Regions from separate parts of the Mus musculus genome. Here all the other regions are linked to region 3. The links are chromatin contacts, called in public Hi-C, HiCAR-type, Micro-C and promoter capture Hi-C maps. All regions are on one chromosome and are shown on one strand. Each heading gives the region's core, a stretch centred on a gene start, on an enhancer-like site or on the middle of the called end of the contact. The rest is flanking DNA. Distances are from core to core; before and after follow the strand shown. Region 1 holds the start of Gimd1 (GIMAP family P-loop NTPase domain containing 1). Region 2 holds the start of Papss1 (3'-phosphoadenosine 5'-phosphosulfate synthase 1). Region 3 holds the start of Dkk2 (dickkopf WNT signaling pathway inhibitor 2). Region 4 holds the start of Lef1 (lymphoid enhancer binding factor 1). Region 5 holds the start of Sgms2 (sphingomyelin synthase 2).

Region 1 (4,759 bases), core at 203-2,702, 540 kb before region 3:
CAAAGCAGACATTAAGATTCTCTCGGCCAATAAAAACCTAGGGCCAGATGGGTTTAAGCACTGAATTGTACTAGACTTTCAAAGAAGAGCTTATACCAATACTCCTTAAACAGTTCAACAAAATAGAACAGAAGGAACATAGCCAAGCCAAACTCATTCTGTGAGGCCACAGTCATCCTGATACCTAACCCTCACAAAGATTCAACAAAGAAAACTTCAGACCAATTCCCCCATGAACATTCATACAAAAATACTCTGCAAAATACTTGCAAACCAAATCCAAGAACACATCAAAAAGTCATCACCATGATCAAGTAGGCTTCATGCCAGAAATGCTGGACTGATTTAATATATAAAAATCTGTCAGTGTAAACATATAAACAATATATAAAAACAGTGTAAACCATATAAACAAACTGAAAGAGAAAAGTCACATGATCATCTCATTAGATCCTGAAACAGCCTTTGACAAAATCCAATGCCCCTTCAAGTTAAAGTTATTAGAGAAATCAGGGATATAGGGCACGAACCTAAACATAATCAAGCAAATATAGCAAGCCGATAGCCAACATCAAACTAAATGGAGAGAAACTTAAAACAATTCCATTAAAAGCAGGGACAAGACAAGGCTGGCCACTCTTTTCTATCTATTCCATATAGTACTTGAAGTTCCAGTTAGAGCAATAAGACAACAAAAGGAGATCAAGGGGATACAAATTGGAAAGGAAGAAATCTAAGTATCACTATTTGCAGATGATAGACACTATACATAAACAACCCCAAAAATTCTAACAGAGAAGTCCTACAGCTGATAAACACCTTCAGTGAAGTGGATGGACACAAGATTAATTAAAAAAAAAGTCAATAGCCTTCCTGTATACGAATGGCAAAGAGGCTGAGAAAGAAATTAGAGAAACAGCACGCTTCACAATATCCACAAAAAGAATAAACTATATTGGGGGTAACTAACCAAGCAAGAGGAAGACATGCACGATAAAAATTTCAAGACTTTGAAGAAGGAGAGTGAAGAAAATATCAGAAGACGGAAAGCTCTCCCGTGCTCACTCACCATTTTCATTGATTTGTAAGCAAAGCGACTGGCAAACTGGCACGTGACCTCAGTAACACTTTAATTGGTAATAGCTGTTATTTTGCTTGTGATTTATAATTCTGTTACATGGTGTTAAGTAATCCAGGTTTCTCTTGTTCTCTAAGGTTTCTCACCCCAGGATTTCCAGGTCTTATCGCAAGCACCTTCCAGAAGCCACACAGTTGAACAATACGTAGGTAGCCGTTCATACAGCTCATTCGATTGTGCCATGGCATCAAGTGGCCGTTCATTTCTGTTTAGTTCCAATCACATATATGATACATTTTAAATCCACTTACCTCTTTTGATGCTAGAAATGTATTCTTTACAGGTTTCCTTGGAACCAGTACAGTTTATTCTTTGAAATGGACTTTGGTCTCCTGACTGTGTGGTACTAGCCGGGGACTGGTACTGCATCGTTTTGTTTAGTTAATCTGTCACCAGACATCCTCTTTGTAAGTGATTAGCTGTCTTCTAATCAGAGCCTACATATGTTATCTCACAGGACTATCCTTTAAATCAATACTTCCTGAAACCTATATTTCCAGAATTAAGTTCCGAGTGTGTTTCTATTAAGTAACAAGGTACCCAAGCCAAAGTACGAAACATTCTTAGTGACAGTTTAGACTTTTCCATTTTAATGGATAAACCCTGCATCACTTCATGAAAACTGCCAGTGAATATATGCGTGTGTATAATAATTTACAGACTATGTAACAGTAGTAAATTCACAAATTCAAATTGTTCTAGAAAAATTCCCTAGGTTATTTGCATATACTTGAAACATATCACCTTAAGCTGTTAAAATCTCTTGTGTGCTCGGTCGGGGACATGCAAACTCATAAACACCTACTGATGACGTATGTAAGGCACACAAGGAGCTGCAAGTTGTTTTTCTTTAAAACTAGTTTTGTTTTGATATTTAAAATCTCTGATTTGTCTTCCTCCTCTGGTTATTTGATAGTCCACACCTCCCCAAACTCATTCACATCACGCATGAGATACAGGATGTCTTTGTAGCTACATTCTGGTCCTTTCTTACAGCTCTCAAGAAGTCTACTGAGTAGTACTTCTGAGAAGGCAATCTGGAGACAGCTGGTAGTCCCCCTTCTTGTGTGGGTCTGACGAGGCAGATGCGAAAAGGATCTATCCTTCATGAGCACTAGTTCTCTGGAATGAAGTAGAAAAGAGCCTCCCCCAGGTGGCGGTAGCAACGTGTTCCCTCAGAAGGAATTTTCAACCAGAATTTAAGTTGCCGCCTCCAAGTGTAAACTGACATACAGCAATCTGCAACAAAATGTATTCGTTGTAGGGTGAATTTTTTTTTTTTAAGAGTGGGAGCTAGCAGGCCTTGGTTTCTGCGTTCCTTTATGGAATGCAGCCAGCACACGCAGACCCTAATTTTTCAACCTCTCATTTTTGAGATGAGCATTTAGGTCATTTGCTGAATACAAAAGGAAGGGTTATAAAAGGAAATTTGATGTTTATAAAAGGAAGTCGACCGTTCACAAGCATAGTTATAAATGACACTGGATATGCAGATGTTTAGCCACATTATCTAATGCTATATTAGATTTGAGACTATTTTATAGATTTATAGGAGGAAAATGACAAATATTAAACAAATTATGTAACAATATTAGCATTTCTCTTGGTGTTTGCTTTGATAAATCAAGGTAAAAGAACAACTTAAAAAAGTACTTTTCCACTGACATTACTAACTATGCTGTCACAGGACTAAAAAGGCTTCATCCTTAATTAGATGGTTTCAGTATGTGTGTTAGAAAGCAGAAATTAGCTACTTCAAGTTTTAAAAAAAATTAAAGCGGATCCTGAAAAAATTAGATAAAACCACAAAAAGGAATTCCAGTCTGCTGGAATTGGCAGAGAGGGGAGAGCCAAGCAAAGAGATTAACACCAGGAGAAGAAGGGCCTGTGGCCTGGGATAGGGATTTCAGCATTACAACCTGGGAGAATCTCCTAAATTGGAAGATGGAAAGAACTCAGGGACAACTTCAGAGTCAAAAGGGCTAATGTGCCACTTTTAGTCCTCTGCATCTATGGGATGCAAAACTACTTGTGTTCATAGTTTCCTTCTGTGATGGCTTTCCATTTTCATCTTAGTTTTGGTTTTTATTTCATTTTACTTGGTAGAAATTAAAGAAAGGGTTCAGCTCTGTATGTATATTAGCTCAGGATAAGGACCACACAAATCAGAGGACATGTAAGGACAAGTAAGTCACAAACAGGAGGTCTGTGCTGTAAGAATGCTAGTTCCCAGGAACTTGTAGGAACCATCCAGAGGATATTAGACCTTCCATCATCCATGAAATCATATATTTTCAGATGACAAAACCCTAGCTGCTGAGGATTTGATTTCAAACGTGTATATAGTATATAGCAACAGTTCTCAACCTGTGGGTCTCAACTCCTTAGGGGAGTTGAATGGCCTTTTCCCAAGGGTCACCTAAGACCATCAGAAAACACAGATATTTATGTGCAATTTGTAATAGCAGCAAAATTACAGTTATAAAGTAGCAACAAAAGTAAATTTATGGTTTGAGGTCACCACAACATGAGAAATTGTGTTAGGAAAAGGTGGCAGTGTTAGGAATATAGTCAATATTTACACATATGCATATATTTCTGTGTGCTCCTGTGTATATGCACATCTGAACAAAGCTTATAACTTGTCTATATATTCAATAAAATCCCACATCTTTATCAAATGAATTCTGTTATAAGCAGATCTTGCCAGACAGCAATTTGATTAATGAATGAGCTTATACTCTAATGAATCTTCATTTTCATTGGTTCAAGCTGAACCCTTTGCTCTGATTATATTTCTTTTTTGTAGTAAATAAGGCCCATAGCATACAGGTAGGCCAGGTTGTCTATGATGGCCTATGCTTTAATCTTGGCCGGTACGACACACATTTGAGCTTCCTCTCAGCTGACCAGAAGGTGGAGGCTGATTGTGATTTGGATAACAGAGTCCAAGTTGGTTTTAGAAGAAAAAAAGATCTCACTTTTATTGAGACCCTGGTCAGAAGTTCAAATATACTAGACAAATAATCTTAATTTGAATATTGTTGGAACAATGAAGAATGTTCAGGTTTGGACAGGACTATGGGAATGAAGCCTTCAGTCCAAAACAAGTTTTGTATTTTGTAGCTTCTGGCACTCACATACCCATGCAGAATAGTCATGATGTTTGGATTTAGTTCTGTTATTATTTGTTTGCTTATTTTTATTCCGAATGGTTGTACATCTTTTCAAACTATAAATGTACTGTGCATTTTTCAAATCACTAAATACAGAAATAAAAATTACTAGCCTATAGGGAAATAGAATTACTTTTGGATATTAATTGCTCGGGGACCATGAGATATTGGCTCTTTTGGGGACATTTCTAACCGTGTCCTCATTCCATTTACTTCTCTTAAGAATCTCTTTTGCAATGAGAAGCATCCAGGAAGGAAGAAGCCTTGGTTTTTCAACTGTGTGGAGGCAAAAACATTTTCTGGCAATCACTTAAGTCACACTACTTTTTAATATACTACCACATTCAATTTTATAATATTCAATATTTATAAACTTTATTAATAATCAGATTTATTTATAGCAGTACATATTTAAAATGTTTACTATTTTATGTTTGTGGTGTAC
Region 2 (4,480 bases), core at 989-3,488, 520 kb after region 3:
TTGGCCAACAAGAACACCTTAAACAGTGTGGCTATGTCAACCAGGCTTCTAGTCTGCCAACTTAATCCTCACGATGGCACAGTCGGTGCCTGCATTTCCTCTGCAAACCAGTCTTCCTGGATTGCCCGTTTTATGGAATGAGAACATTAACATAATAGTGCATAGATTTTTTTTTTTACACTCACACCCATCGGATGAGTTAAGTGTGTTAGAGGAGGTCATTCTTTTAGAGACTGGAAAAAAAGGAAAGTTCAGAAAAATTTAAAAAATTCTAACTCCATTCCAAATCTCCTAGAAAAATCACCCTAACTCTTTAGCCAAACATTTACATTACACAACCCTGCTCCACCCCATCTTTATCTCTGCTCCCCAACAAAAACTACCTTCAGTAGTCAAACATGTCTCCGCTCAGGGATGTAATGGCTCCACCCACCTCAGAAATATGAGGTTCTCCATAAACTCATAAAAACCCCTGGGGCCAAACTAACCTTGCCTCTAAACTGCAATAAAACTCCTATCTTAGGCCACTCACTGTGGCCCATAAAAACATATGCCCTTAACAATCAGTTGCCATGGGCAACTGCAAAGCAAGCCCTGAGCCCCATGGTTTTTTATAGCTGTCAAATATGGATCTCTACATTAGCAAATAATGTAATACATAAATGAATTAGGGCAGCAGAAGAGTTGGCTCAGCAGTTGACAGCACTCGCTCTTACAGAGGATCCCCAGAACACACACAATGGTGGCTCACAACTACCTGTAACTGCAGCCCGAAGGGGATCCTACACACCCTTCTGGAACATCAGGCGCGCACCTGGTGCATACACATACACACAGGGAAAACACTCAGACTCAAAAAATAACAAAATGATCTTTAAATAAATGACTTATAGACAGACAGTATTACTGAAACTTCTTTGAAATACTCCAATTTAGTCAACTTACCTCCCTATCCGTAAAATCCTGTTAGCAACAATAGTGATGCTGAATCGGAGTTTCAGAGCAATGGTTTCGTTGCTCTTTCACCTTCGTTATCTTCTCTACTCAGAAAGACAATCCTGAGAAGGACACACTGTTACACCCTCCAGTCACCTGAGATTCAGAGTGGAGTGACTGTCCTCAAGATCACCCAACTTACAAACAGCAAGGCGGGGGACTGGAGCCCACGCCAGGAGTCTGTCCCTTCCAACCTCCTAATCTCCCTTTTATCTCACATCCCTCTCACCTTCTAAGAAGTTAAGGTAAAGGATGAAAGAAGACAGTGAGAATTCTTGAATCTGACAGCAGACGTGGCAAATCAATGACTTCAAAAGAACACTAGCCTGAAACAGCGTTTTTTTTTTTAACTTTCTCCTGACTCACCAAGGGCAGGTGATGATTTACAAGATTAAATTAAACTTCATGATCCTGTTACCTGCGGAATAAAAGAAAAAAAAAATCCATCTAACGCTGAAGCAGGGCCTTTGCAGCCTCCAAAGTTGGATGGTCTCCAGCTTCGCGCTTACCATCTTAGCTGCCACCACCAATGAATAAACTACAGAAGTAAACGACCCTCTGAAGCCATAGCACTTGGCCAATGAAGCCAACTGGCACTCGCTGTTCAATGTTAGAAACTATTAATCTTCCCACACCTAACTGTCACCAGAAATCGAGTCTTTAAAAGTATGTCTGTGTCCGACATTCCAATTTAAAACAGAGACACAAAGAACCTCAGTCCTGCAGTCCCGATCCATGAATGACCACATTGTTATTCTCTCAGTACACTGCAACTCAGAAACGTAAAGACTCGGAGACCGACCCAAACCTGGGCCAAGCACACCCGGAACGTGCAGAGGCGCCTCCGTCTGCCTCCGCCGCAGCCCTCCGCCTCGCCAGCCTAGGGGACAGCTCCGGGCCTGGACTCGCCTTCACCGGCCGCCGCCGCCCGGGTCCCCGCCCCCGGCTCCCGCAGGATGCACGGGCAGCCCGCGGTTCCCACAGCCACCCACGCTCCCCGCGCTCCGGCCTGCGGCCACCACTCACCCAGTTCTGCGCGTTATTGCTCAGCTTGACTTTCTTGCACAGACTCCCAGGAATCTCCATGGCCGCGGAGCGCGGATGCACTGCTGCTGAGAGCCCCGGGGCCGAGCAGTGGGAGAGAGGCCGAGGGGCGGGGCGGAGCAGGGAGAAGGGGCGGGGCCTGCACCCCGGGCTCAGGCGCGCGCTGACGTGCGCTCCAGCTAGTGATCGCCTCGGCTGGAGCTAGGCATCCGAGCAGCGTGGAGGGCGGGGCGAAGCGGAGGCGCGGGGTCGAGACCTCAACATCCAATCACCAGGAGGGGCGCTTGAAGCTCCGCCTTGACCCAGGACGAGGGGCGTGGTCTGAGGGTTTGTTGAAGAGAGCCTTCAGATGCTGAGCATGCGCAGTGAGCGAGGCGGAGCGACGCCTGCAGAGCTGGGCGTGGGAGACGCTCCCTAGAGCTGAGGCTGGTAGGGGAAGAAGCTGACGTGGGCTCCTGCTGCTCTCTAGCTTTTCTTCCGCAAACACTGCACAGGCTCGATGTGTGCGCTTGTCAACTAGGCCGACTTTGAAAAAATGTTTCCCAGCCCTGCAAAAAGTAGGATTACTTAAGTGAATTCACCATTACATGTTGCTCACCGCTTTGCAATCCTACTCAGTGCACAATGTTTTTTTGACATCAACTGTATCTCATCAAGGATTAGAAAGTATTTGTAAGGTGACGCCTTTCCCACTTGGAGAGCCGCTTTCTATCAGGAAATTTCTATGCAGTGTTTGTTGCCGCTGACTAGCCACAAAGGGGCTTCTCTAGTACTTGCTACTCATAGAGGACTAAAATCCAGGTTCCCTGGTACGCAAGGCGGAATGCTCACCTATAAAGGGCATTTCCAACCACATATAGTCCATGATCAGTTCGTAAAAGAATGGGGCTGGGAGGGGGAGGCCTTCTCCAGGAGTTATAACCCTTCGCACTCATCCCCATAACTTTAAGCTCACCATAACCATAACTGCAAACATCCACAGTCTCACAAAATTTAGCTGCTTACTCCGCTACTGATGACGACCAGTGATCACACACACACACACACACACACACACACACACACACACATATCAATCAACACTTGAGGCTTACTTGCATAGCCTATTGCTAGCAAGTCAGTTCCTATTTGCTCCACTGACAAAGTCTCAAATTAATCTCCCTCCTCCACGTCTAACAGGAGTCGTCATTGCACAGATACACGCGCCACACACCACACACACACACACATACACACCACGCACACAGAGAGACGCACACAACAAGTATCACTCCTCTGCCAACCTCTCTGTTCTCAATAGTGTCAGACAGGTACTTCTAACATGCAAATCAGATCTTATTCCTCCACCATATATATAAAATGTCTTTATTGCTTGCTTGTTTTGTCTTTCTTTCTTTCTTCCTTTCTTCCTTTCTTTCTTTCTTTCTGGTTTGTTTGTTTTTGTGTTCTTGAGTCAGGATGTCTCTTTATAGCCCTGGCTGTCCTGAAATTCACTCTGTAAACCAGGCTGACCTCAAACTCGGAGATCCACCTGCCTCTCACTCCTGAGTGCTGGGATTCAAGGCGTGTTCCATCCTTTAGCTCTATCTAGGGGATTCTTAATCTAATAGTATATAGGACTGAATTTCAATACAATTCTAAATTCTGCTTATAGCAGTCACAAGAATGAGACTAAAAGACTAAAAATAAGGACAATGATAAACAAGAAAATGTGGACAAAGGCCAATCACATATATTTATGAAAATGTCATAAAGAAACCTATTCTTTTGTATGCACCTAAAAAAATAATTGTTTTCTTTTAAAAGATTCTAAGTTTCAGACTAAGGTGGTGGGGGCGGGTGCCACCCAGAACCAGCCATTTCTCAGAGAGCCCCCATTCCTGCTCAAGGGAAATAGTGCATAGATACAGCTGGAGCCATGGGAGTCCTAATTGACTAAATTGGTCCTTACAGCTAAACTCTGTTGAAGCGTTCGCCCATCAAAAAGGCCACAATGAGAAGACTAAAGGGACAGCTACAAAATAAAAGGGACAACCGAGTGTATTTAAGTTCCGGTGCTTATAAACGTATTTTAAGAACAAATCCTTGAGAGGTGCTGTTGAACCAACTTTTTACTTTGCTGTGTAGCAGTAGTGCTTTTCCAACAGTATGATAGTGCACCGTCCAGGTGTCCAAAAAGCAAGAGCCAGATGAATTCCTGATACCTAAGTCGAGCCACTGAGCATAATTTAACTGTCAAATCTTTGTGATGCAAGCTCGTGTCCTGGGCAGTAGTTTGAACACTGTTGAGTCCTGCTTTCTGATGTCATCTCAAATCCATGTTACAGAAACCTCTTCCAAGATAGGTTTTGCTATAGTTTCCCTCTTAACCAGAGACACCTGAGAGGAAGTTTTTCTTTGTACTTATAAATTATCCTGACCGTACTTCTTCCCAGTTACT
Region 3 (4,375 bases), core at 1,223-3,722:
GAGAGGTAGAATATGCAAAAATTATGTATGTATGTATGTATGTATGTATGTGTGTGTGTACACGTGTACACATATATATAGCTTCTTATTTTCCTTTAACTCTTTTAAAGTCCTGGGATTGAAGCCTTTGCAGTCCTTTAAAGAAATAGCTGACATTTTTGATATTTCAAAACACTGGGAAGCATTTTCAAATTGCAAAAGCAGCGCAGGAGCACACATGCGCGCGCGCGCGCGCACACACACACACACACACACACACACACACACACACACACACACACACACACACCAGGCACTCAGGCCATGAGAGGGCAGTAGGGGGCCAGGCTCAGGCCTGAGTCTTTTCTGGCTGTCCAGCCTTCTCTGCCAGCCTTCCCTCTGCCTCCTGGGCTGTGGGCAGCTAGCTATAGCTGACGACAGCGTGCTGAAAGCGGGGGCAGCCTCAACTCTGAGCGAACCAGAAACTGCATCTGCGGAGCGTGGAACTCTGTCTGTAGTTGACACGTGTGAGAGGTGTATGTGCTGTTTTGGCAAACTGGTATTCGATTTGGGCTTCCCACAAAAGAAGCAGAAGGTGGAGCTGCGGTGGTTCCCAGTGCCCACAGAGCCCCCTCTTCTGGCCACCGCGCATGGACCACACTTGGTACCCAGTGCGCGCGCGCGCTTTGCTTCAGTCCGCTCTGGGTGTCTGTGTAACCCTTTGTAAAGGACCGTCCACCTATCTGCCTATGTGACCGACATCAAGACGCACGTGGGAAATACCCTCTCTCAAAATCGGCTTTGGTATCCCTGCTGCTTTGCAGGCACTTAAGAAACTGTCATTGTCACCTCATTATTTTCTTCCTGCCAATTGATTTATTCGCAGTTCTATTTGAGTGAGAAATGCAAGTCTACTGCGGATCTTGCCTGCCAGTGCTGAGAGTTTGGCAGAGAAAGTGCAAAAGAGAGCAAATCCCCTTCTCGCCATTGTAAAATGTTTTGGGTGCCTGAGATCCAAATTTTCACTGCACTGTGACATCCCGCGCTGTCACTTATACCAGTTATGAGTTTGGAGCATACACAAACTTTTCATTTGAAGTCAACAGGTCCTATCTTCCAGAGTTGTGAAGATTAAATAAGTGAACACTTAGAATCAAGGCTAGCACATCCCATTTGCTATGTCAGCTCCTGTTCACATCCATTGCAGCCTCCTGTTGGATGGAAGGACCATTCTGGCCCCTTTGCCAAAGAAACGCACTAGATCTTTAAAAGTACTCATGTCTCAACACAAAGATGAGACAGAACTCTAAACCTCCCGCTGTAACCCAGCATCCCAGCGACCAGCAAAACACCCAAGTCCTGGTACCCCTGCAGACCCAGCTTCAGCAACCCCCTCCCAAATAGCCAGAAGCGCCACACCTGGCTTGGGCAAGGCTTTGACTTTTGCAGGGCTCAAAGGCAAGCTGCAGATGCAAAAGCTCTGATCCCTACCTCTCCTGGCTGAAGAGTGTGTTTGGGGGGGTTTCCTACCTGCCCCAGGCTTTTGCCCTTCTTACTGCCGCCGAAAGCCAGTCCTTGGTTCATGCCTGCAGATCGGTTGGCTGACTGAGCAGGAGTCTCCCCTCCTAGAGAGGACTTGATGGAGTTGAGTTTGGCCCGCGAGCTGCCTAGCTGTGAGCTCTCCACCATCAGCACCGCGGCCAGTAGGAGAAGGCAGCGGGATGAATCCTTGACCCGCATCAGCGCGGCCATCTCCGGGTAAGGGGTTCCCGGAGTTGGGTGGAGCCCTGAAAAGATGGGAATGCCAGGGGAGTGAGGACGCCCGCCGACACTCAACCCCTCACGTGGGGCGCGTGGGCTCCTCACAGACACAGTTCCCCCAACCCTTCCTGGATCAGACACTCGGGACTCTTAAGAACTTAGTCTCAAGCCTCAAGCCTGGAGCAAACGCGACCCCAGCGAGACCCGCTCCTCTGACGGGCAGGAAGTTCTGCAGTCCCTGGAAGCAATCAAAGGCCAGACGCCTTCTCGCCAAGGAGGCGTGACCCAAGGTGCTGTTAGACCCAGCCCTGCAGATCGCCCTGCCGGCTTCGTTTGGTGTTCAGCACCTTTGCGCTTTTGCACGATTTTCCGCGGTGATGGAATCCTCCCTTAACCGCGCACAGGGTTCTCCCCAGCTGCTGCTTCTTTTTCTTTTTCTTCCTTTCTTTTCTCTTGTTTCCCCCGGCTCCTCTGCTCCTCTGTCCTCTCCTGTGCTTTAGCTCTCAACCTTTGCACCACTCAAGTCCCTCTTTTCCAGGTCCGCGGGGTTTGTGACTGGTGATCAGAGTCTCCCCCAACCCCTCCACCGGACTCTGGAGAGCTGAGGCGAGCGGAGGTCCCAGCAAGCGCACTCCCACTGGTGCGGTTAGGAGTTGTCCCTTGGTTCACACGGGGCCACTAAGCCCTGCCAGCGAAGCAGTGATGCGCTGCGCGGAGGGCCAGTGCTCTCTTGCTGCTCTCCCCCGCCCTCTTAGCTTTTTATAGCTTTCCTCAGTGGGTTTTCCTCCGCCCCCAATTCAAGAGTGACAAAGAGTGAAAACGTTTCTCTCCCCCACCCCACGCTCCCGCTTGCCTCCCCTTCCCCCAGCAGGCGCTCTTTCTGAGGCTGTCTCTCCTGCCTCTCACCTTTCCTACCCTCCCATCCCTCCTTCACTCTACAACTAAAAACTTGGGGTTCACCTCCAGAAGAACACGGGAAAGCTCTTCCTGGACGATCACAGCTCCGAGAGTGAATGGGAGTTTGGAAACAGGCAGAAATGAAGAGGAAAAGTTGTCCCTATTTGTGGTGACTGCCACTAACCATGGCTTCTTACTTCTCCCACCCAGCTTCAGCCTCCAGCTAGGAGCGCTGGAAAAGCTCTGGAGAACATCTGCAAGTTAACTTGGTGGACTGTGTACAGCCCAGTTAGATTTTAGCCTGAGCCTCTCGGTTAATGTGCTGTGTGAGACTGTCTGGCTGTAGGTGCTTTATGGGGTTCCGCTTCGAATAGGGGGGGGGAGATGAACAAAGGGGGAGGCAAGAGGACTAAAGGAAGAGGGGCGAAAAGACCAAAGAAAGAGGAGGGGGAATAAGGGACCATTCTTCCCCCGTTGAAGTGCTTGAATCTTTCTGTTTTCCTCATCCCTCGCCCAACCCGATATACACATTACACTTTAATCCAAACAAGGAGTGAGGAAGGGGATAATGACCCGACTTGTGCTACCTCAAGGCTTGATGAGGCACTTTTAGGGTGCCAACGCGTCCTCTGCAAAGAGGAAATCCCAGGCAAGAATAAAAAGCCTGATGGGGAACCGGGTGGGTGGTGAAGTGGGCCAGAAACTTCTGGTCCTGCCTCTTGAGCGCTGCCCCGCTCGTTCCCCCACCCCCACTCCCACCCCTCCCCCGCCCGGAGGCCTTGGCTAGCCTTTCAAGTCAGTCTTTGAGGCTCGGAGTTCTCTGCACTGTTCCACAGAGGCAGAGGGCCACCGAGCGAACCACTCTGACGCGCTGACTGGCTTGCAGCACTTGGGGGCGCCAGTAGCAGCAATCAGCCAGGAGCACAAACACTGCAGGAGACAAGCTTTGCCAGCAAGCTCTGGGTTAGGAGAGGTTTGGTCACCCAGGAGACCAGGAGCAAAGGTTGCTGCTTGTGTCTTTAGCAGTTCAGTCATGCAATCCCTAGCAGTGTCCTTGAGCCAAAATGGAGTCAGACAGAGGTCGTCCGCTGTGATGAACTGACTCCAGTAGCACACTCTAGAATTTTGAGGTTTAGGTCTCCTCTTTCACACCTAATTCTGGCATATACCAACCTGTCCAGGACTCTAATTTAACGCTAAGGGGAAGGGGGTAAGGGTAAGGACGTTAATATTTTCCACCAAGCACGCCAAGACTTAAGGTGTGCATCAAGAGCTGGGAGGTCCTGGGCAGAGTCGGTTATTCACTTTCCTGACCTGTGAGTCAGCCTGTCCAGAAATTTTCATATACACAATGCACACAATGCCTTGAGGTTTTTTTTTTTTTTTAAATACACAACCAACTAGAAAATAAAAACACGTTTTCTCCAGATTGGCCTATTGCCTTAAAGTAAAACAAATGTGCTGATTGATTATTGATTGATTGATTGATTGATCGATTGATTTACTTTTTGATTTATTCTTGAGGACATATACTAGTTACATTGCCCAAACTTAGGCTCCAAGCTAGTAATCCTCCTGTCTCCACCCCTTTCCCCCCCCTTGCCTCTTCTATCTCCTCCTCCTCCTCCTCCTCCTCAGTGCTTCAGTGCTGAAATTCCAAACAACTGCCATCACTCTTGTTTCACTTTTTAAATGCATAAGAATAACATGGGTGACTCTTGAAGAACAGACTCCTGTG
Region 4 (4,632 bases), core at 1,076-3,575, 970 kb after region 3:
TTTCTACTGGATGCCCCCGTGAGGTTTCCTCAGCTGCTGAGACAGAGTGGCCGCTAAGGTGTGGGCTGTGGGGATCTACGCCCATCCGATGCTCGCGCGCGGCCGGGCTCCCCGCTCCCTCGCGCCGGCACCCACGTGTCTCTATTTACTCTACTCGGGTTACCAGCGCCGTCGCCTTCAGCTGGCCCGGAGATCTGATAAAGCGCGTCCCTCCTCCCTAGCCGCCGCCCGGCTTCCGCCGAGGGCTCGCCTTTCTTCTGCAGAGATCCAGGGCCTGATCCCAACCCAGCCTAACCCCAAATAAACGCTTTTCTTTCCACTTTAAACGCCGGGGTTGCGGGCGGAAGGACTGCGGTATCGGTGCCGTTGGCTGGCTCGGATCGGCTCGCCCACGGCTCCCGGCAGCAGCCTCTCCTGCTGTGGGGACCCGGCCCCGCAACGCCCCCGCAGTTAGGGCGCGCGCCCCGGCTCCACGGCGGTTGGGACGGCCCCTTCTGCGAGGCCCACGCCCGCCTCTCCTTCCTCCCGCCTGGGGCTTCGCTCCTTGGAGCCCTCGGTGGTTTAACGCACTTCTGTGCACTGTACCGAGAGAGCTAGCGGATGCACTTTGTTTTCCACCCCATGATAGACTTCACAGTTGTGTTTAGACATCCCTGTTTTAATGCACCGCGTCCCTCAGAGCCACCGAAACGTCGGAGGACGAAACCGGTCCGGTATAGGCCAGCGTTTCCTGCCCATTTGCCACCGTTTAGCCATAGAAACACTTGGGATAAATTTCCCTGCCCGCTGCTCACACACGTGCGCACCATGGACTAGGGGCCGTTATTCCCCACCCAGCCCGCGAGGGACCAGGGCTCAATGGCCACCGTGGTCGCGCACCCTGCTTGCTTCCCCTCCGCTTCCCCGGGACCCGCCACGCCTCTCCGGACAGCTGCCCACTCACCTCATGCCCGTTGCTGGCTGGGATGATTTCGGACTCGTTAACCAAAGATGACTTGATGTCGGCTAAGTCGCCCTCCTCTTCGGGATGACTGATCTCGGCGAAGATCTTCTCCTTCTGGGGATCGCCTTCGTCCTTGAAGGGGATCATCTCATCGGTGGCGCAGAGTTCCGGGTCCCCCCCGCCGCCTCCTCCGGAAAGTTGGGGCATCCCGGCGGCTGTGTAATCTCCGCTCCGCTGCGGGAGCACTCCGAGACAGCAAGAAGGGAGGGTCGATGTGAGGTGGGGGAGTTGGAAGACTGAGTGCGGGAGGACTGTGAATGGAAGCCGGGTGGGCAAGCGAGGGGCCCACGGCTGGAGCAGCTGCAGGAGCCTCTGCGATTGCCGCGCTTTCCCACTTAGAAGGACGCCGGCGCCCGGCCCTGGGGCGAAGGGCACCAGACTGCGAGGGCGGCAGCCGCCGGCGCCTCTGAGAGCGTCTACGCCGCTCCGCGTGCACTAGGCTAGGCTGCCAGGGCTGGGTGGCCACCCCACGCCGCACTCGTTGCTGGGGTCTGTGCTTCGAGGACACCGGTTCCGGAGGGGACACGACTTGCCAAAGTGCAAACGAGGGTCCCGTGGTGCGTCACCGTGCAAAACCTCTCCACGGATTCCTCGGATGCTGATTTCGGTGATTTGGGGTTTTGTTTTGTTTTGTTTTTGAGAAGAGGAGAGCTGGGCCAAGAGGCTCCCTTTGCCCCAGCGGAGGTACGAGAAGAATCAGAAAATACCGAAAAGTCCACTTCCTTCAGAGTAAACAATAAAGAGCCACCGGGCTGCAGACGTCCGCGTTAGAGCTTCTTTCCTTCCCTTTCGCTTCGGTTTTCCTTCTGGAGGAGCATTTAATCTGCTGGAGGGGGAGGGGCGGAGGAGGAGGGGAGAAAAAGAGAAGTTTGCCAAGAATAAAGTTTGTGATGATGAGCGCTGGGAATCGGCGGTGGCTGGCACGGCGGAGTCTTGGGGAGTCACAGCAGGAGCTTCGGGCCCAAATGTTCCAGCCCGCAGCTCGGGCCGATACACACACTTACACACACACACACACACACACACACACACACACACTCGAGCCCGATCCCTCTTTGTTCCCGGCTCGAGTTTCTGCCTGGCTCGCCTCTCTCCCCGCCTCCCCTCGGTCAAAGCAAAGAGCTGCCGGTGGCCCCTCGGCTCCTCCGGGCAGACCGGCCGGGGAACACCCGGAGCGTAGCCGCTTGCAAGGCTCCGGGAATGTCCGAATGCCAGGGCCCACGAAAGCGCAGCCCGGTCCCTCCGGTGCGCGCTGCCCCGCAGGTGAGCGGTTGCGCCTTCCCACCGCTTCTCCTCGCCGCGCCTAGCCGGCGCTGCAAAGCTATTCACTTGCGTCGCTTCTCCTCCCCCGCCCCTCCCCCGCCTCCTGCTCTCCTTGGCTGCCTGCTGGAGGGGTGGGGAGGAGGGAGTCTGTTAGGAGGAGGAGGAGATCCAGGTTCTCTCCCCCCCCCCCCAGCCCTAGTTCATTTCCTAGCACCCAAAGGACGAGTCATACTTGGGGGGGGGGGGCGCCGTGGGGGTGCGTATGTGTTTGCGCCCGCCTGTTCATGCCTGGGGGGGGGGGGACGACACCATACAACCTGAAGATAGACTGGGTGCTGTGTGTAACCCAACCCCAAAGAACAGTGTGGCCCACGTGAAAATTGACGAGAAACTACGGGAATGGCTTAACTTCATCATCTGAGCATCTCTTCTTCTCTTGCCGACCCCACCCCACCCCGCCCCCGGCGCCTCACTTCTAGTCCTTTGCCAGTCTTTCTTCAACCTCCTTCCCGCCGCCCACTCTAGCCCCCTCACTCAGGCAAGGGGAGGAAGATGAAAGAGAAAGCCGCTGGCGCTGTGGTCGACACCACATTGATAGATGCTCTGACAGAGGGAATAAGGCGAGAATTAGGGACTAGGGGAAGGAAAAGGAGAAAATGTAACACATTGCTCACCTAACCAGAGAGAAGAGATTCAGCAAAGGCAAACAGAAGAGTTGTGACTCTACTAACCGTGAATCACACACACTTCGGAGACAAGGGCACACCACCCTAGCGAAAATAAAATCTCCAGGCTTACCAGGGGGGAAGGATCAGTAAGAAGGGTGTGGATGAAGACTGAGCCTTAAATATCGCTTCTACGCTATCACATTCATTGTGCCTTTATCACCGAATGAACGTGGGTTTTTGGAGATTCTCGACTCAGCGTGTAGAGACCTCGTAGAAAAAGGAAAATACATCCCAAAAGGAGGGAGAAGAACAACCTAGGAGAGGCAGGCAGCACTGGGCAGTTGCTGACATCCTGGAGACTCCGCTGAAAGGGACCTTTAAAGGATGGATGTAAATACGAATCAAACCTCAAAAATTCTCCGGTTCCCACTGTCTCCTTGGTGCATTTTGGACAGGACTTTTAAGGGCGACGCTTTGTGAAAGTCACTGTGTAAGTGGGGCTTAAGTTTGGAAACACATTGTCTTTTAGCTCTCAACCCCTCCCCTCAAGTCAAATATTCAGGCAAAATCATTAGACCAGTGAGGCAGCCATCTGTAGAACCTGGGAGCAGTAAACAGGAAGAATTGTATCTCCATCTTACTTAAATGGAAAATAAGACTCCAACGAATCGTGTGTTGGTTTCATTACATAAGAACGCTTAGGACAAGAGCTCTCTTTTAAAGGTGAAAGTGTGGGCTATTGGGCATTGTAGACTTTAACAGTTCTTTAAGTCAGCATTTAAAACTTTGCTTACTGATAACTACCAGTTTGGGAGCTGGCTAGGAGGTGGATATATATATATATATATATATATATATATATATATATATATGTTTGAAATATATGTATAGTTTGGTTTGCTGCATAGGACGTGGTTGGTCATATGTAATCTGATAGATTTAGGTACAACAAGGGGCTGGTGAAAGAAGTCAGAATAACAAAAACTTTTCTTTAAAAATTAAATAATTGTCAAGACTATACCTTACAAAAGCCAAAAATGGCATTTTTCCTTCAGGGTACCAGGGAGAATAAAAGGAAGGTTGGGAATAAATCCATTTTTAGAGTGAATCTATGCAGCCTCCAGTGTGATAGGGTGAAGAGCAAAGGGACATAGTTTCAGACGTTTACAGCTCCTGCTAACATAAATTTAACAAAGTCAGAATTCCTCCTCTGAGTGAGCCAATTTGACTGAGCACAAGAACCCTTGGAAGATGCAGCTTCATCAAAGAAGTCGGAGTAGACCGGTCCTTTTCATCAAACCCAGAAGGGGGGAGGGGGCAAGAAGAATAGCCAGAGGGTATTTTTTGAAAGCCAAGAGGAGATTAAATGACGAGTCTACATCTTCCCTGTTTAAGTGTTGCAACTAATTCGAATTCTCATTTTCTCCTTCGCGTTAATTATCTGTACTATGTGAGTCATACGAAGCTCAGCTCTAGGTGTCCCAGAGATTAGGAGCTCGAGATGGGAATTTTTGGAGCAATGACTAGTGAAAATGCTTTATTACAAGGGCTGGAATAAGTGGCTGCATTTGGTACCTTGCTGTAACCCTCTTTGGAAGCATTGGTTCTAACGAAATCTCCAAATGGCCTCGCTCTGCGTGAGTGGTCTCCGCAGTGTGCTGTCTTTAGCAATGTTGCAAACCTTAAACAGGGCTACCC
Region 5 (4,525 bases), core at 403-2,902, 600 kb after region 3:
GATTCACCTACATAGAATCTTGACCCTCTCTGCACCCACGGATCAAGACACTAAACTTCTGAATTACATCTGTGGTTGTCTGGGGGGGAAAAAATGTTAGTTCAAATTTCTATTTACTTGGTCAGCATGCTAGCAAGCCAATCCATTTCTATTGCCTTCTGGGCAAAATGCCTAGGTTTTGTAAAAGTAAAAAGGAACTCCTCATTGCAAAGGAAAAATAAACCCAAGGAAAACAAATTTATTTGTTGATGCTCTTTTCTGGGTTCCTACCTTTCTGTAACTTGAAAACAAGTGCGCTCCCCACAATGAAGTCTAACCTGTGGTTAATTGCAGGAGAGGTTAACTTAAACTTCTGGATTGTGACATCATCTGTGACCTGCCACCTTGGCACCTCCCCTCCAAAGTTCTATTTTGCTGCCATTGGGTTTAATGATTATTGACACAAATGATACCCACACAAAACACCAGAAATGCTTATTGTTGTTTTTGTGGATTATGTTAACTCCCATAGGACAGTCTGTACAATCCTACACGTTCAAACTTAAAACCAGAAGGGAAGTAGGCAATGCAATAAAAAGCATTTCTATCAATTAAACTCATTGGAGGTTTAGCCAGCTGCCTGGATGCCTAGTGACACCCTCCAAAACGACCGTGGTTGACTGAAAACTGCTACAAGGTGTGGAAACGACTCCAAAGAAATGCTGATCCTTGGCCATTTTTAGACAGAAGCAACCCTTCCTGCAACCTAATTGGTAAGATCAGCCGGGGCCGGGGATGGGGGTTGGGGGGCACACACACATATGGACACTTGTGCCCCAAGGCAACAGAAACGCACAGGTTCATTTAAGTGGAGAGTCACTCTTTCAGAGTCATTCTGGTTCCGGTTTCTCATCCTTGCCAGGACGCAATTCACCTAACGGAGCAAATGACAAGGTGGGTAGCATCATTAGTCTCACTAACCGGGAACAAGCACCCTTCCAGCTCACCTAGAGGTGCCACCAGGCCCGTGGTGACTAACCTCGCCAAGCGGTCTTGTGATGTTTGGAAACCTACCCCCTCGACCTAGGCGGGGCACCACCCCTTGAGTCAGCGGGTGCCCCTGGCCCGCACACGTCGTTATTAGGAAGCAGTTTCCGAAACCCGAGGAGGTGCGGAGGTGGCTTATCCCTTCCCTGCCCCACCCCTGAAAGTTGCTGGGAGCGGCACCTAGAGAACTTTCCCAGATTGATCCCCGCCCGCGTTCAGGGAGGTCTGCCCGGCTCTGCGCTCAGCCTGCGGCCGGGAGCCACCTCGTGCTGCCTGCCAAGCCCCTCCTTCGCCGCATCTTGTAGGGCCGCAGAGGGGAGGGAGGGTCGGTCGGCCAGCTGGGATCGCCTCCCCGAAGAAGTCGCACCGGTTTTTCGAGCTCGGCTAGGCGTCCGGAGAGACTCGGTCGCCGGGAGTCGCGGGAGCCCGCGGGAGCCTCGGGCCCGGGGTGAGTCACGGCTGGGAGCAGGAGAGGGCTGGCGAGAGTGCGAGAATGAATGATGTCAGGGCGCGGGCTGGGGAGGAGGGCGGGCCCGCGGTAAACAGAGCTGCGCGCTGCCCCGGGCTCCGCCGGCCGGAGACCCCGCCCTCGGCGCCGCCGGAGCCGCCCGGAGCCCGGCCCGCTGCGGCGCCCGGACTGCGGCCTGGGGCGGAGCGGCTACCTATGCGGGCGAGACCCGCGCAAAGTTTGCAGCTCTCGGGCCCGGTCCCCCGGGTCCTCTGCGCCCAGCGAGCGCCCCCGGCGTGCGAGCACCGGCTGCGAGCGGTGAGCGCCGGGCCGGGAGGAGGATGGGCTGCGGGCTGCGCGTCCTGCGGAGCGCGCGGGGACGTGGCTCCAGTGGGGGACGTGGCTCTGGTCGCCACCGCCTCCCCACAGGCCGCCCCGCCCCGGGCATCCTTGCTCAGTTTTCATCTGCTGGGGGTCAGCTGGTGGCTGTCTCTCCTCCCAGCCTGCTGCTCATTCATTTGCGACCCATTTTCGGATACTTGGTGATGGTGTTGAAATGGCACAGGTTAAACCGTAGATTGTGCAGTGCCGCTCTGGGGGGTCAGGGTTGAAGTTCGAGTGGTGGAGGAGAGGCTGCCACACGCTGACAAGCTGTGCACAAGACCAGCTCCAGGCTGCCCAACAGGACCTTTGGCGTTCAGACCCGCGCCCCTTAAGGAAGGGAGATTCGATTTGTCAGCACAGAGAGGTGGGAGTGGACCTTACCCCGTCACAATCTGTGGGTCCGGTGATCGTTCTGTCTCAGAAGCAAATAGTTCAAATGCTATATCCTGTAATCTTTTATTAATCCGCCGTTCCTCTATTTCCAAGACTTGCTTATTTCTAAAATGACCTTAAATTATTTTGACATGTGTTTGAAATACTGAAGAGGCTCAACTCTTTTTGTCAGTGTGTTCGCGTGAACTTTGAATCCTTTAACTGTTCAGTTCTTTGGTTTCACCTCGGTTATGTTAACCATCCCGAACAGGTAAAAATGGCATTAGGACTACCTTAGACAATAGCAACGATTAAGTAAGGATTAATGAGGTTAGTAATTAAGGCTGGAAAGTACAAAAGTCTGAACGTAAACCTCTTTCATCAAAGCAAACTTCAATAAATTTTAACTCTTGACCTGTAAATAATAGCAAGTTCCAGTTGGCTTAGGTAAATGCCAGCTTCCTTCTGACAGATCTGGCGGGCCCAGGTTAGCACGTGAAATATTGTTGTCTACTCCCTTAGAGTGGGAAGGGAGGTTTCCAGGAAGTTAAACGTTGCAGGTGGATACCTAAGAAGGTTTTGTCCCCACCCTCTGTCCTGGGAGCTACTAAATGTTTAAGAGACATCAAAGCAGCTGGACACACAGAGAATGAGAGGCCTGGACTCTGCAGAAGGTATTTGTAGCGAACTCTTTACCATTTCTTCCTCTCCTCTCCTCTCCTCTCCTCTCCTCTCCTCTCCTCTCCTCTCCTCTCCTCTCCTCTCCTCTCCTCTCCTCTCCTTTCCTAGAAGCAAGCAAAGTTCATTTTTGTTTTTGTTTTTATAGACCATATTCCTTGGTCCACTGATAGAGTCGTGTTTCATAGCGATCTCCTAAGTAAAGGAGTTGTTTTTTAAAAGCAAGTTAATATTTAATTTACTGTTCGTTTCATTTGTAAGTCAAACTGGTTGACTTCTGAACCTTTAGAAAAACTCAGCAACACCTCTAGGTTGTTCACCCCGAGTTTCTTTTTCCCAGAGCTTGGTGAAAGTCCTAGGAGGTATTAGGAAGGACCAGAAGCACGTGGTCTCATATCTACAGCGGTGGTAGTGTGGAGAGCAGGCAGTGGCTGTGGGGATGTAGGGGACCCAAGGTAATAACCAAGTCCTGCGTTAGCTCTCCTGTCCGTGCAATTTTTTTGTTGTTGTTTTGTTTTGTTTTGTTTTTCGAGACAGTGCTTCTCTGTGTAGCCCTGGCTGTCCTGGAACTCACTTTGTAGACCAGGCTGGCCTCAAACTCAGAAATCCACCTGCCTCTGCTTCCCGAGTGCTGGGATTAAAGGCGTGCGCCACCACACCCGGCGTCCGTGCAACTTTAAACAAAATATACAGAGAAAGAGAAGTTATCTTTTGTTTGCTAAAACAATGAAATACAGATTATGGCCTTTTTTTAAAAAGTGATATGTTGAGGCTATATTTTGAGGAAAAGAGAGGGAGGGAAGAGAGAGCCAGGAAGGTCAATCTTCCTGTGTAGGGCTACTTGAACTTGAGATCCTCCTGCCTCAGTTTCCCCAATGCTGGGACTGCAGATATGCACTACCATGCCCTGCTTCCTGGCCCCCGCCCCCCGCCACCAACAATTCCTAAGAATTCTAGACTAAAGATAGCATAGCTTTCCTTTATCTTCTGGTGGAATCAAGTCATGAACTATGAGTATCAGGTAGTCGTTCAACTCACATATTTGCTGAACATTTATTAAGCCACTATTGTATAACAATGCTGAGGTAAAGGAGATGCTGTCGCTGCCCTTGTGACTTACAGTCCAGTAGAAGTAAATCCAAGTATTATGGGGTCCAAGAGCAAGAGGGCTGGGACCCGTGAGGAGGCAAGCCATGACTGGGCTACCTCTCTAGTGGCCGTCTGTCCGATTAGTGGCTGTCTGTCCGATGGTTCTTCCGTTGGAGCTCCTACGTTCCTGTGAGGCTAGGAGGACATCTTGCTTTACCTAGTAAAGACTCTTGACTAGTTTAAATAATGTAAAAAAGATTCATTGAAATGAGATATGAACGGTGTGTTTACCTCAACAAAGATTTATTTCCTATTAACAAAGAGCTAAGGTGGAGCTCTATCAGGATTACCATTGTGTGTGACTCTCGTAATGTGAAGAAGTATGTAGGAAAATGGGCAGAAGAAATCTGTTTTCACCGTAGCAATCACATAACCATTATACCTTCCTGGTTTTCGCACATCTGTGCGTGTAAGAGCTGGAGCTAGCATGTATTGAGATTGCTCTGGGTGGTGCGACCCGCTTCCTAT

What was found. Promoter capture Hi-C pulls out the DNA fragments that hold promoters and counts their contacts. Hi-C and Micro-C count contacts between places; a contact is called where the count stands out from the background. HiCAR-type assays count read pairs that join an accessible place to other places.
Region 1: a promoter capture Hi-C map of stem cell-derived epiblast-like cells shows a contact between it and region 3, with 7 times the contacts expected there. The contact joins the promoter of Gimd1 here to the promoter of Dkk2 in region 3. A contact is called at or near these places in 12 of 39 promoter capture datasets (the 3T3-L1 cell line, cranial neural crest, embryonic stem cells and 7 more), 1 of 484 Hi-C or Micro-C datasets (cerebral cortex) and 1 of 115 datasets of contacts at active chromatin or transcription factors (craniofacial prominence).
Region 2: a HiCAR-type map of astrocytes shows a contact between it and region 3, with 2.4 times the contacts expected there. The contact joins the promoter of Papss1 here to the promoter of Dkk2 in region 3. A contact is called at or near these places in 7 of 39 promoter capture datasets (the 3T3-L1 cell line, cranial neural crest, frontonasal cranial neural crest and 3 more) and 3 of 115 datasets of contacts at active chromatin or transcription factors (the NIH/3T3 cell line, astrocytes and bone marrow-derived macrophages).
Region 4: a contact with region 3 is called in a Hi-C map of embryonic stem cells, with 3 times the contacts expected there. The contact joins the promoter of Lef1 here to the promoter of Dkk2 in region 3. A contact is called at or near these places in 2 of 39 promoter capture datasets (hippocampal neurons and liver) and 1 of 484 Hi-C or Micro-C datasets (embryonic stem cells).
Region 5: a Micro-C map of embryonic stem cells shows a contact between it and region 3, with 4 times the contacts expected there. The contact joins the promoter of Sgms2 here to the promoter of Dkk2 in region 3. A contact is called at or near these places in 2 of 484 Hi-C or Micro-C datasets (embryonic stem cells and nephron progenitors) and 1 of 115 datasets of contacts at active chromatin or transcription factors (pancreatic cancer cells).

The regions. Positions count from the first base shown.
Region 1 is chr3:132,626,539-132,631,297 of GRCm38.p6, reverse strand. Gimd1 (GIMAP family P-loop NTPase domain containing 1) reads right to left here and starts at 1,452. Exons shown (of 3, transcript NM_001372140.1): 1 at 1,390-1,452.
Region 2 is chr3:131,562,526-131,567,005 of GRCm38.p6, reverse strand. Papss1 (3'-phosphoadenosine 5'-phosphosulfate synthase 1) reads right to left here and starts at 2,238. Exons shown (of 12, transcript NM_011863.2): 1 at 2,023-2,238. The coding sequence starts at 2,082.
Region 3 is chr3:132,083,389-132,087,763 of GRCm38.p6, reverse strand. It overlaps Dkk2 (dickkopf WNT signaling pathway inhibitor 2), which reads right to left and starts at 2,472. Exons shown (of 4, transcript NM_020265.4): 1 at 1,510-2,472. The coding sequence starts at 1,731.
Region 4 is chr3:131,107,990-131,112,621 of GRCm38.p6, reverse strand. It overlaps Lef1 (lymphoid enhancer binding factor 1), which reads right to left and starts at 2,325. Exons shown (of 12, transcript NM_010703.4): 1 at 944-2,325. The coding sequence starts at 1,150.
Region 5 is chr3:131,487,357-131,491,881 of GRCm38.p6, reverse strand. It overlaps Sgms2 (sphingomyelin synthase 2), which reads left to right and starts at 1,652. Exons shown (of 6, transcript NM_001379585.1): 1 at 1,652-1,792. Gm36753 (a long non-coding RNA gene) reads right to left here and starts at 1,366. Exons shown (of 5, transcript XR_003954556.1): 1 at 836-1,366; 2 at 1-317.